Regions from separate parts of the Mus musculus genome. Here regions 1 and 2 are each linked to region 3. Evidence: chromatin contacts called from public HiChIP or PLAC-seq data. All regions are on one chromosome and are shown on one strand. The core of a region is the stretch at or near the end of the contact, and the rest is flanking DNA. Distances in the headings are between cores, read along the strand shown. Region 1 holds the start of Pex11a (peroxisomal biogenesis factor 11 alpha). Region 2 holds the start of Kif7 (kinesin family member 7). Region 3 holds the start of Fanci (Fanconi anemia, complementation group I).

The links. HiChIP or PLAC-seq counts read pairs in DNA pulled down with a chosen protein or histone mark.
Region 1: a contact with region 3 is called in an H3K4me3 HiChIP or PLAC-seq map of bone marrow-derived macrophages, with 2.5 times the contacts expected there. The contact joins the promoter of Pex11a here to the promoter of Fanci in region 3. A contact is called at or near these places in 5 of 39 promoter capture datasets (the HPC-7 cell line, cranial neural crest, embryonic stem cells and 2 more), 2 of 115 datasets of contacts at active chromatin or transcription factors (bone marrow-derived macrophages and epiblast stem cells) and 3 of 9 other capture datasets (adipose tissue, liver and pancreatic islet).
Region 2: an H3K27ac HiChIP or PLAC-seq map of extraembryonic endoderm stem cells shows a contact between it and region 3, with 7 times the contacts expected there. The contact joins the promoter of Kif7 here to the promoter of Fanci in region 3. A contact is called at or near these places in 3 of 39 promoter capture datasets (the 3T3-L1 cell line, cranial neural crest and hippocampal neurons), 1 of 484 Hi-C or Micro-C datasets (LSK cells), 4 of 115 datasets of contacts at active chromatin or transcription factors (embryonic stem cells, extraembryonic endoderm stem cells and pancreatic cancer cells) and 2 of 9 other capture datasets (liver and pancreatic islet).

What each region holds. Positions count from the first base shown.
Region 1 is chr7:79,741,366-79,745,364 of GRCm38.p6, reverse strand. It overlaps Pex11a (peroxisomal biogenesis factor 11 alpha), which reads left to right and starts at 2,234. Exons shown (of 3, transcript NM_011068.2): 1 at 2,234-2,455. The coding sequence starts at 2,400. Wdr93 (WD repeat domain 93) reads right to left here and starts at 2,216. Exons shown (of 18, transcript NM_001381990.1): 1 at 2,128-2,216.
Region 2 is chr7:79,713,989-79,717,927 of GRCm38.p6, reverse strand. It overlaps Kif7 (kinesin family member 7), which reads left to right and starts at 2,221. Exons shown (of 19, transcript NM_001291222.2): 1 at 2,221-2,263; 2 at 3,746-3,939. The coding sequence starts at 3,770.
Region 3 is chr7:79,390,893-79,394,346 of GRCm38.p6, reverse strand. Fanci (Fanconi anemia, complementation group I) reads right to left here and starts at 2,009. Exons shown (of 38, transcript NM_145946.2): 1 at 1,956-2,009. It also overlaps a transcript of Rlbp1 not described here.

The DNA of each region.
Region 1 (3,999 bases), core at 985-3,484, 350 kb before region 3:
AGTACATTATGGTAGGTGAAAGAAATCAGAAAAAAAAAAGAAACCCACACGATATGATTACATTTTTATGATATTGTTCAGAATGCAGGAATGCACTGAAAACAAGTGACGTAAATCTTGCACTTCAGGAGAAAGAAAAGCACCCATGTTTGTCTCTGTCATCGGACAGATCAACTGTGCTCATTCATTCATTGTGGTTCCTCCTGCACAGCGAGCCAAGCAGCGCGATTTGTACTTAGCCAGTATTCAACAAATGCGTACTGCTACACAACCATGCCATCAGAAGTAGCTCTGGTCAAACCCAGTATGTCACAAAGCAGCCCTCCACCCCAAATGATATAGAAGTAGGAGTGGAGAGGTGGTAGGAGGAGAGGGGGTGCAGGGTGGAAAAACGAGGCTGAGCCACTGGGCTCTTAAAGAGGATGCCCCATTCTCTCCGTAGCTCTTTCTTTTGGAAAGGAGAATTACACGGTCATGGAGCCAAGAGGATATCCTTACCTAAAACCTTACTTCCCTCTTCTAGTCAAGTCTACGGAAACCACTGCCCAGATGATACCAGGATCTGCACAAGCCTTCCCTAGTTCCTCCTAGAGGGGAACCAGATGCTAACATGAGCACAGATAGACCTAACTGTTGCCTACAGCATAGCTGTCTGCAGAGATATTCGACAGATTTTGAGTGTGGCTTGCAGTATCCACACATTCCCCCCTTTCATCAATGTAGGGGGAGCAAGAAATCAGAAGAGAAGTGGGGAAGGTCTGGGAGTCATTTTTCTCTGTACTACTACATAGTCCAGCTGTGTTTGTGGGTGTTTCAAGGAGCCTTAGAATTCTAAAAGTCAGCCTGGCTTTCTGTTACTGTGAGAATGTGTGTCAATCAAGGAACTAGAACATATTTCACAGTTTGTTACTTGTTATACAATTTTCAAATAGTTAAACATAGAGTCTATAGGTCTGGTGTGTACTTTACTTCGGGCCTGCAAGTGTTAGGGGCAGGCCCGAAGCAGGGAATAGAGAAAAGTAGGCGACCCGATTTCACAGACACACCGAGCAAGCTTATAAATTTCCTTTCAAGGAGCAGCTTGCAGAGCTTCCACCAGAGACTCTGGGTTTTCTCACATGCTGTCCGCACGCTGCTCCCACCCTTTCACCAAGCTGCTGCTTGGGAACCTCCATTGTAAAAAGCACGGCTTTCTCTTTTCCTCCTCTTCTTCATCTCTCTATTCTTGGAAGCTACTGAGATTCACAGTTTGCCCTGTTGTCTTTTTTTTTTTCTTTCAAGCTGGCAGTAAAATCGCCCTCCAGTTTCAATCTGCAACTATTTCTTTTTTTTTTTTTTTTTTTTTTTTTTTTTTTTTACTAGCCCACAATAGGGAGCCTTGCTGTCCGCAGTAACAAGTTAGAGCATTAGGAAAGCCTGCCAGCTGAGGGAGGACCATGTATTGTGCATTATTGTACAGTTAATGTGGCCCAGGTCCCTGCAGGGATCAGTGAGCGTAGCTCAGCTGGCTAGAGAGGCGTCACTGAGGGGTCCTGGCCCACAAGCTTTCAGAGAAGCCTAGGAACTCACATGTTACCCCATCCTTAGAAAAGCACCTCTGGGGCATCCCCTAAGAAGGTTGGGTGACGAGACTGAGGCTGTGTTTCAGCAGGATATTCCCACCCAAGCCATCAGAGTCATTGCTGGAATAATATCATAAAGGGGTAGGGTAAACAGAAAGACAGGGGAGAGGTAATGAGGCGAGGAAGGAGGGAGAAGCGGTGAAAAGAAGAAAATTACTAAGTGGGGCTCCATCTTCAAACGCCACAGAACCAACGATCAGCGGTGCAATGTCACTGATCTCCCTTGCCTGTGCTTTGCTGGTGTGGAGCTTGTAGGATTTCCTCAGGAATCATTTGGTTTTTCAATAATCCTAATAGAAAATTCTCCCACTTTACTCCCACTCTTCTGCTAGAAACACACCCCAGGAACTGACTTAGCTCTGTTGCCTGCATCATAAGGCCTGACACTGGGAAAGGATGCGGCCTGCAGCCTGAGAAGACCATTTAGCATTCCTGATGGGGTTCATGGGTACCTGGGGACACCTGGACGCCTGAGGCAGGGGAATGACCCACTCAGTGCCTCTACCTGGAAACCAAGACGGGAGAAGGCCACGACCTTGTGAAACTCAGCTCTACTCACAAGTCTTGTGGCTTGGCGTCGCCTTAGTAACTACCACTTCCGGTACTAACCGGAACTCCAAAAGCCGCGTTTCCGAAGGTGTGCCCACCCCCGTGTGGGCGGAGAGACGAAGTCCCACCCACCTGGCAACTAATCTGTTCCCGCTGTCCCCCGGGACCGGCGACGTCCCAGGGGACCCACGAGGGAGCGGGCGCAACGCGTGGCTGTGGGTGGGAGCCATGGACGCCTTCATCCGAGTCGCCAACCAAAGCCAGGGCCGGGACCGACTTTTCAGGTGAGTCAGGTGCTGTCGGCCTCCGCCCCCGTCCCTTCAGGACCCAGGGTTTCTTCTCGGAGAAAGAGGTCACAGCCCGGTAAATCGAGGCACGAGGCCGCGGCCAGCTCCCACTGAGGAGTTGCGAGCCGAGCCCCTCCTCCCTGTGAACCCGGAGGGACTGTGCGTGTCAGCCACCTCGGTGTCTCGGGAGGTGACAGCGGCCCATGAGTGCGATCTCCTAACTTTCCCCAGGAGAGGGAAAGTTCCCAGCCGCTCGACATCTTTCCTAGAGATTTCTTTTCCAGAGAAACTTGGAGCTTCTTTTGTAGCTAAGGAAACAGAACACCTGTAGTTTGGAGCGCTCGTGAAGTCGTAACTCACGGAAAGACAGATTTATCTTCTTTATCTTCATTTTGGTCCAGTCTGCGCCTTGGAGATATCAAGCTGTTAAAAAGCTGCTTTGTAAACTGTAAACTGTACAGCGGACAAAGTGTTTGAACAATACCTCCCAAGTACATAGTGTACTTTCGAAATCACCAATGCGTGTTTAAAACTAATCCTACTTCATTTTTTTTTAAAAGAGAAATTTGAATGCCCCTCGGTGATCATTTAAAAGAAAAGGAAAAGGGGTATGTGTGAAACATAGGAGTTTAATTTAACAACACTTCTTTTCCAGATGTTTAAGTGGTCAACCTCTAAAATTAACTAAGCATACAAGTAAGAAAAGTCCTAATGGTGAGACTTGACTGTACAGAGCCTCCATTGCAGCCCTGAGATACTTTAATATTCTAATTTCACATATAGGGAAACTGAACCAGGAGGCTAGGAAAAACTAATGTGGCCGAGCCAAAAGATGCAGGTCCACATAGTTGACTCCAGCACCAGCCCACCTCTTCACTTAGGCCATGCTGCCTTTCTGTTTAACTTGATAGAGTCTCAGAATGGCTGAGGATTAGCCATGGTTCATTAGAGGTCAACACATATATCATTTCAGTGGTCCCAGAATGTACCCTACACTGTCTTTAATTTAGGATATATGTATTCAGCAAAATTTTATTTCCCAATCTTTCTAAGGAACTATATAACCATGAACAAACAAACCAACTAGCATTCCTAAAATAATGCCCTGTTTTCAGCCACTATTGAACCAAACCTGAGAGAGGAAGCTGTATAACATAAGCAGTGTGAGCCTCTGGTCAGAGAGTGAATTCTATCTCCTGCTCTCACTCTGGCCCTCCTTTTTACTTTATTTAAAACAAACAAACAAGCCGGGCGTGGTGGCGCACGTCTTTAATCCCAGCACCCGGGAGGCAGAGGTAGGCAGATTTCTGAGTTCGAGGCCAGCCTGGTCTACAAAGTGAGTTCCAGGACAGCCAGGGCTATACAGAGAAACCCTGTCTCGAAAAACCCACCAACCAACCAAACAAACAAACAAACAAATAAAAACCAACTCATCATTGTAAAAAATGTACCACTTTGGGGAGAATTTTATTTATTTTGAGAAAGTCTTACTATGTGGCCCAGACTGCTCCCATAATTCTCTTCTCTCCATCTTCTGGGTG
Region 2 (3,939 bases), core at 972-3,471, 320 kb before region 3:
CCATTACCTGCCCACTGGAAAGGGTGAGGAAAAGGTTACTTCTTTGTAAAGTCATGAATTCCTATGGGCAGTTCCAGTGATGTCTAACGCCACAGAATGCCACAATTTTACCATAACATTCACAGCTTTGGTGTTACTTCCCCTGTAACTTAATTACTGTAATTGCTGTTATAATTACAGTCATAACTCCTCTGGAAAACGTGAGGTTCCATCAATTACCGTGTGAGCTTTATGCAGCTCCGCGGCTGGCTTCTTGGCAGTCACAGCCTAAATGAATCTCTTCTGTTGTCTCCGTGGCAGGCTGCTTTGCACTTTGTGTTACTCCTGCTCAGGGCTCCAACTGTTTGGGACCCACCGTGCAATTCCACAGCATGCTGAGCCTCTAGCTGCAATTCCACTCTAGCTGAGCCTGCATTGCCCTATTGCTTTATCTCCTTCACGGAACTGTATTTTATAGGAAGTGCCACAACTTCTGGTGGCTCCCAAGCATCAGCTCTCATGCATCTAACAGAGAGCTGCCTGGTGTCCTCTTGGTGGCCCTTCCTTATACTCCTATTTGAAAAGTCTAGGATATGGTTGTGGATGGCTCCTCAGTCTGTCATCTCCTGAGGCCCTATAGGGCCATCACCCTGTCGGAGCTTAGCTCAGGGATGAGCAGAGCACGTGACATACAGGAAGTGAAGGAAAGAACCTAGGGACAGATCACTTGATCCCAAGAGCATGCCACACCACGTGGTGATGCTCCCTCACTCCTCTGGGTACTTAGTGTCTGTAGATGACAGATCATACATGTGGGAGAGCAGGCACTGTTGTTGCCCCTGACTCAACCTGCTGGGGATTGTTAGTCTGGAACTCCTGCCCGTGCCCTGCACAAGTTGGGAAACCCATCTGCCCTCCTTTCCTCCAACTCTGCCCTCCCAGAGAAAATGTCTGGCTAACACATCATCACTTTATCACTCTTGGGCTCCCCGTTGCCAGCAACCCACCCAAGAGTGCCCACCCAGGGGCTCAGTTTTTGACCATGTGTGAACATCACCCCAGCTCCTTGCTGGCACTCCTCACCTAAACTCTATAAAAGCCCCTTGCTTTAGCGGATGTGTGACGTCACTGACCTCCACCTGTGAGATCGGTGAACCCACCAGAGATCTGCCTCCTAATAAACCTGCCTGTATCTACTTTTAATCTGGTCTAATCTGGCCTGTATCTGTGTCACCAAGGGAGAGAATATGCCTATCAGGGACCCCCGGCCCCTGCTTATCTTACCAATGAGACACCACATGGCCTCATCATTGGCCTCACTTCAGGCTGTGATTCTACTGTATGGGGCTGAGTGTTTTCTCATATAGATCTGGGAGAACTGGACATTTCTGCAGCCTTTAATTATGCTGCCTCTATAGCAGGCAGTCATCTGAATACATCTATCAAAATTTGTTTTTCTTTAGTGGTGTTTTAAGTGATAAATATGTATTCTGGGATGGTGGTGGTTATTCGTGGTACTTGGGATAAAAAAACAAGACTTCCCTCATGCTAGGCAAATGCCCCACTCTGCCTCTCCCAGTCTGCTTTCCAGATTTTTTATTTTTGTGTTTGTCCAGAGGCTACACCTCTGTAGCCAGGATGGTGCTGATCCCCTGCTGCTCAAGGATTCTGCAGAGTTCTGGGATTATAGGCATGGGCCACTCACCCTGGCTTGGATTCTAGATTTGAATTACAAATTCAACAAAGCATGGTGTTTCCAGTCAAAGAGATGGACAGCCAGCTTTGCCTCTCTGGATGACAAGTGTCCCTTGACAGTGACTCTAAACTGCGATTGAATCTCATAAATCCTAAAATGAGACATAGTTTTAGGAACTAAAACTTCCTAGGGAAGGTGGTTTTGTTGTTGTTACGTTTTGTTTTTAATGAGGATTATGGCTTAACCCTGGGAGCAGAAAGAAAGAAGTGGGTCTATGAGAAGACAGATGTCTGGTGCCGATTTCCCAGTTTTCTAAGACCTGAAGAGAAGCCACTGGCTGCTTCCCTGGGCCCGCCCCCCGGCAGAGGCCCGCCCCTCCCCCATAGGAGGGCCCGCCCAGCCCCGTCTGCGGACCGACTTGGAGGCGCCCTGCCTGCGCCTCCGCCCCCGAGCGCCGGGGCAGGCGGGGTTGCGGGTGAAGGGAGGGATGTTTGGGGGGGCGGGGGTCCCGATGACGGCATCGGAGCGCGCCGGGTCGGGGCGCCGAGCTTGGCTGCGCGTCCCGGGACTGCGCTCGCACTCTGGCAGGTGGGTGTGGGTCCCGAGGGGATGGAGGGCTAGACAGGGCTCACCCGGGAGGCGACTGAGCAGCCCCCCATCTGTGCCCCTCAGCTTACTGCGAGCTCCCTCACTGGGCGGGCCGGGCCAGGAGGAGCAGCCTGCGAGGGTCCACGTTTGTAATCACTTTTGCAAACTTTCCGGGAGGGCCTGTTCCCAGAGGCCGATCGCGCGGGTGGAGTTGTCAGGGCGCCTTTGAGGCTCGGAGCCTTGATTGTGGGGAAGGAGAAGCCGGGACCACACACAGCTCCAGAGTCTACCTGGGGATTGGAGTGCCGCCAGGCACTGTTACCTCTGTGTACCCAGGCTCCAGCACCTAACCAGAACCGAATGAATGAGCGGTTATACAAGCAGAGATGCTAAACAGTAAATACGAAAACAACGAAGTGTAGCGTGGGATACTGCGGTTGAAGAATGTGGTGAGAAAGGAGAAGGCGAGATTGGGGGCGGGAGGGGTCCTCACGGATTGCTAGATAGTATTGTACCCTGTGCTGGGTGCTGATGATAGAGTTCGAAATAGACAAAGAGGGTTCTTGCTTTCCATGGGGAGAGAGACTCTGGCTCTGGCATCCGTGTGGTCAGTGTCTGATGTGGGCAGCACAAAGGGCTGTCTGTAGTGGTGATGGGACAGAGCAGAGCAGCTTCCCTGGCCCTGTGGGGAAGGTGAGCCCAGCCCAAGCGTGGGTGGATGAAGATGGTAACACAGAGGTTGATGGCCTGAGAGGAAAGGCATGGTATTCAGGAGATGGGGAAGGTAGGGAGTGTGTTCTAAGCTTCCTTTATTGTTAGTGGGGTGTAAAAATGAGACTGTCACAACTGTGTTTTTGAAAGATGCTCTAGACTGCGCGGTTGGAGAGGTCGGGGAGACTGAAACTCGGAAAGGGAGCAGGCAGAAGTTATCCCTTCAGGGTGTCAGCAGCATGACTGGTTTTGGCAACAGGATGAGGAGTGTAGCTGATAATCTTGAGAGATACTTAGGAGATAGAACTGGCAGAGTTGGGGGTGGGTGGGTATGGGGGACTTTTGGTATAGCATTGGAAATGTAAATGAGCTAAATACCTAATAAAAAATGGAAAAAAAAAAGAACTGGCAGAGTTTAGTGATAGGAATTTGGTCTTGAAGGATCTTTTGGCTTCTTTGAAGAAGATGGGCAGGTGTCAAGCAGTTTCAGGGAGGAGCAATGGTAGAGACTTAGAAGGGGGAGTGGGACAGCTGGAACACAAAAACCGGAGATATCAAGTGCTGGGGCTTTTTTTATTTTTTATTTTTTGGCCAGGGGAGGATGTCAAGAAAAGTTACTGTGGCTTTATGGTTTTGTGGTTTGTGTCAGTTGGGTGCCCCTTTGGGCAGATGCTCTGAACTTTGACTACCCCTCCGTCAGTCTCCCCAAAGCTATGTGGTCTGGCCCCTGTAGTACAGGCCAGTGGCAAGGGCCTTTTCTTTTCTCTGCAGATTCCGTAGCTGCTGTCCTTCAAGATGGGGCTGGAGGCCCAGAGGCTGCCTGGGGCTGAGGAGGCCCCCGTGAGGGTGGCCCTTCGAGTTCGCCCATTGCTGCCCAAGGAGCTGCTGCATGGTCATCAGAGTTGCCTGCGTGTGGAGCCTGAGCGGGGTCGAATCACCCTGGGGCGGGACCGACACTTTGGGTT
Region 3 (3,454 bases), core at 760-3,259:
AAGGAGGAGGAAGAAGAGGAGGAGGAAGAAGAAGAGGAGGAGGAGAAGGAGAAAGAGGAAGAAGAAGAGAAAGGGGGAGGAGGGAAGAGAAAGGAAGGAAGCCAGGTGGCAGTGGCACATTCCTTGAATCTCAGTAAGTGGGAGGCAGAGGCAGGTGGATCTCTGTGGGCTAAAGACAAGCCTGGGCTACAGAGTGAGCTCCAGGACAGCCAGGGCTACCACATGTGTGCATGCGCATGCGCGCTTGTACACACGTACACACGTACACGTACACACACACACACACACACACACACGCACACAAGCTCAGAGTCCTGGGACAGGAGAGATGGCTCAGTACTGAGCCTTCCCTGCTATCCCAGAGTTGCTGAATTCCATGCCTAGCACCACATCAGATGGCTCACAACTGCATGGCACTCTCTTCTGGCCGCAGAGAGCAGGTCCTGCAGGGTCTAAGCCCTCGCTTAACTTCCTTCATCACTCTATTCTTTCTTTTTAATGTTAAATAAGGAATTAGAAAAAAAAAATCAGATAGTGGAATCAACCAGACCCAAAGTCTACAAACGCAGCGAGCTTCTCCACAGCTCTAAGCCACTCTGAAGCTGGGGTGCTTCATGCTGGGTTTCACTCCTTCTCTACCAAGGATGTTCTTATGCACGTAACCACCACCCAAGCCGGAGGTCGTGAAAAGGTACACAGAGCTAATTCTGTTTCTGATTTTATCACTCTTCTAAGAACAATAAATTGTTTTCTGTCCTTCAAATCCCCAACACCCTTATAAACGATTTCTCATCTGAAACAAAGATACCCATCCTTGCTCTCAATTTCTACAAAGTCTTCAGACCTCGGCTCAACTCACTCTCTCTCAGATGCTCCGGTGTTACCTCCTCTACAAACACCAGTGAAATTCCTTCCACAATGTCACTAACTTTTTAAACAATTTTATTTGATGTATGAGTGCTCTGCTGCATATACATCCCCCTGCCTGAAGAGGGCATCAGATCCTCCTATAGATGGTTGTGAGCCACCAGGTGGTTGTCGGGAATTGAACTCAGGACCTCTGGAAGAACAGTCAATGCTCTTAACTGCTGGGACATCTCACCAGCCCCCCTCCCTCCCCCGGCAAGTTCTAATATTACATTTTAAATTAATGGCTAGGTCCCCCACTGGTCTACAGTTCCATGAGTATTTCCAGTTTGGTTTATCGTTATCTTGAGCACAGTAACAAGCTTATATTAAGGACATAAGAAATATCTGATGTGGGCCAGAGGGCGTAACTCTGCCGGTAGAACTGCCTAGCAGGCCTGCCGCCCTGGGCTGGATGACGTCATAACCCTAGACTTGTATACACCTAGCATGTTGATGCTCTCCTGTAATCCCAGCACTCAGGTGGAAACATGACCAGGCACACTCTGTAGCCAATATAAGACACTGACTCAAAAACAAAACTAAAAGGAAACAGAAACTATAAAATAAGGCAGCTAATGTAGATTTTACTACCTTAACTTCTATATACGGTGCCGAAAATATACTAAGTGCTTATAGTGGTGGCTGGGTGATTGCTTTGTATATTAAAATAAACGCTATGTAAATGGAGAAATTAAATAAAACATCTGGTGGGGTCGTTAGCTTTTGGAGCTCCGTTCTGCTCGACAGTGCACGTCTTGAGTATCCTGCCTATCCTATGCGAAGTCAATGGCCTCTCTTCCCACTGGCACTGGGCTCCACGCGCGAAACCCGGCTGCGGGACCCTCCAGAAGCAGGCGCTGACACTGCAGGGCAGGGCCAATAGGGAGGGCAGAACGGAGCGAGCCTCGCAAAAACCCGCCAAAGCTGATGTCCCCGACCCCTGCGCAGAAACCAGGCACGGCGGGACGCCACGTCGCAAGGGGACCCTGCCTGTCCTCACCGTCCCACTTCCTCCCTCCTTGTAAGCACAGACCCTGAACAGTCACCTCAACCTCAGCTCGGGATCCTTCCAAAATTCCCGCTCTACTCCACGCAGCCGCACTTCCGTTGCCCAGAGCAACAGGTCCCGCCCCCGAGGTGCACTTCCGACTTCCTAACTCTGTAGGGCGTACCATTTTAGATGACAAAGTGGGGGAATCTTTGCGGAGATGATGGCCCAAATTCGCGGGAGAGGGAGGTGCAACCGGCTCACACGCTTTGGGGGGAACCTCAGAGTAGCATGCGCGTTATGGTATGGCCGGGTTAAGCTTTCTTAGAGCTCTGTAGTTGAAGTCAGTGCAGAAGAGATTGAACCAATTGATGGAGGGTCAGGTCTTTTGCATCGGAAGCACCTCGCGCGCGCCCGCATGAGTGAGTGAGTGAGTGAGTGAGTGAGTGAGTGAGTGAGTGAGTGAGTGAGTGAGTGAGTGAGTGAGTGAGAGTGAGTGTGAGTGTGAGTGTGTGTGTCCGTCCGTCCCAGAAGCAGTGAATGTTCAATACATTCGTAAATAACCACCTGAGTGCACCGTCAAGATCAATGAAGCAGTGGACCGAAATTCTACTTTAGATTGAGGGTGCAGCTTGTGCACAGTGCCCAGAATCAACAAGCTCCTGGCTAGCTAAGCATGTGAAGGTGCTTAGGATGGTAGAGGAGAAGCAGAGGCATTACTATTTAGTGAAGCAAAGGATTCCTCTCGGGAATCACTCTTCTACATTTAGGTCTCCACACTGAAATATGAGAAGTTGTTAAAAACCAGCAGCTGAGGGTGAGGGCGATCCCTGAGGGGAATCCTTTACTTCACTAAAGAAACAGATGGCTTCATCCCATCTTCCCACAAAACCTTCCTTCCAAACTCCTTCTAGTTCCAAACTCCTTCTAGGACTGCACCATTCAGCTGTAAATCTGTTAACAATCTATACAGATTAAATAAGCATTCCATGTGTGCATCTAATAACACTTATTAAATTGTTTGTATGAATGTCTACCCCGATACATGAATAACATAGTACCTGTTTTTAATTTATTTTATTTATTAATTTTTGGTTTTTGTTTTGTTTTGAGACAGGGTTTCTCTGTATATCCCTAGCTGTCCTGGAATTCAATTTGTAGATCAGACTGGCCTCGAACTCAGAAATCCACCTGCCACTGCCTCCCAATGGTGGGTTTAAAGGCATGTGCCACCATTGCCTGGCTACCTGTTTTTTTATTAACATTAACTTTTTTTTGTTGTTGTTGTTTTTTTTTTTTTTTGGTTTTTTGAGACAGGGTTTCTCTGTATAGCTCTGGTTGTCCTGGAACTCACTTTGTAGACCAGGCTGGCCTCGAACTCAGAAATCCGCCTGCCTCTGCCTCCCGAGTGCTGGGATTAAAGGCGTGCGCCACCACGCCCGGCAACATTAACTTTTTGCTTATGTTTTCTTAGTCAGGATCCCACTTAGCCCAGGCTGGGTTTTAACTTGCGACATAACTGTGATTGGCCTTGATGTGTTTTGTAAAGTCAACAAT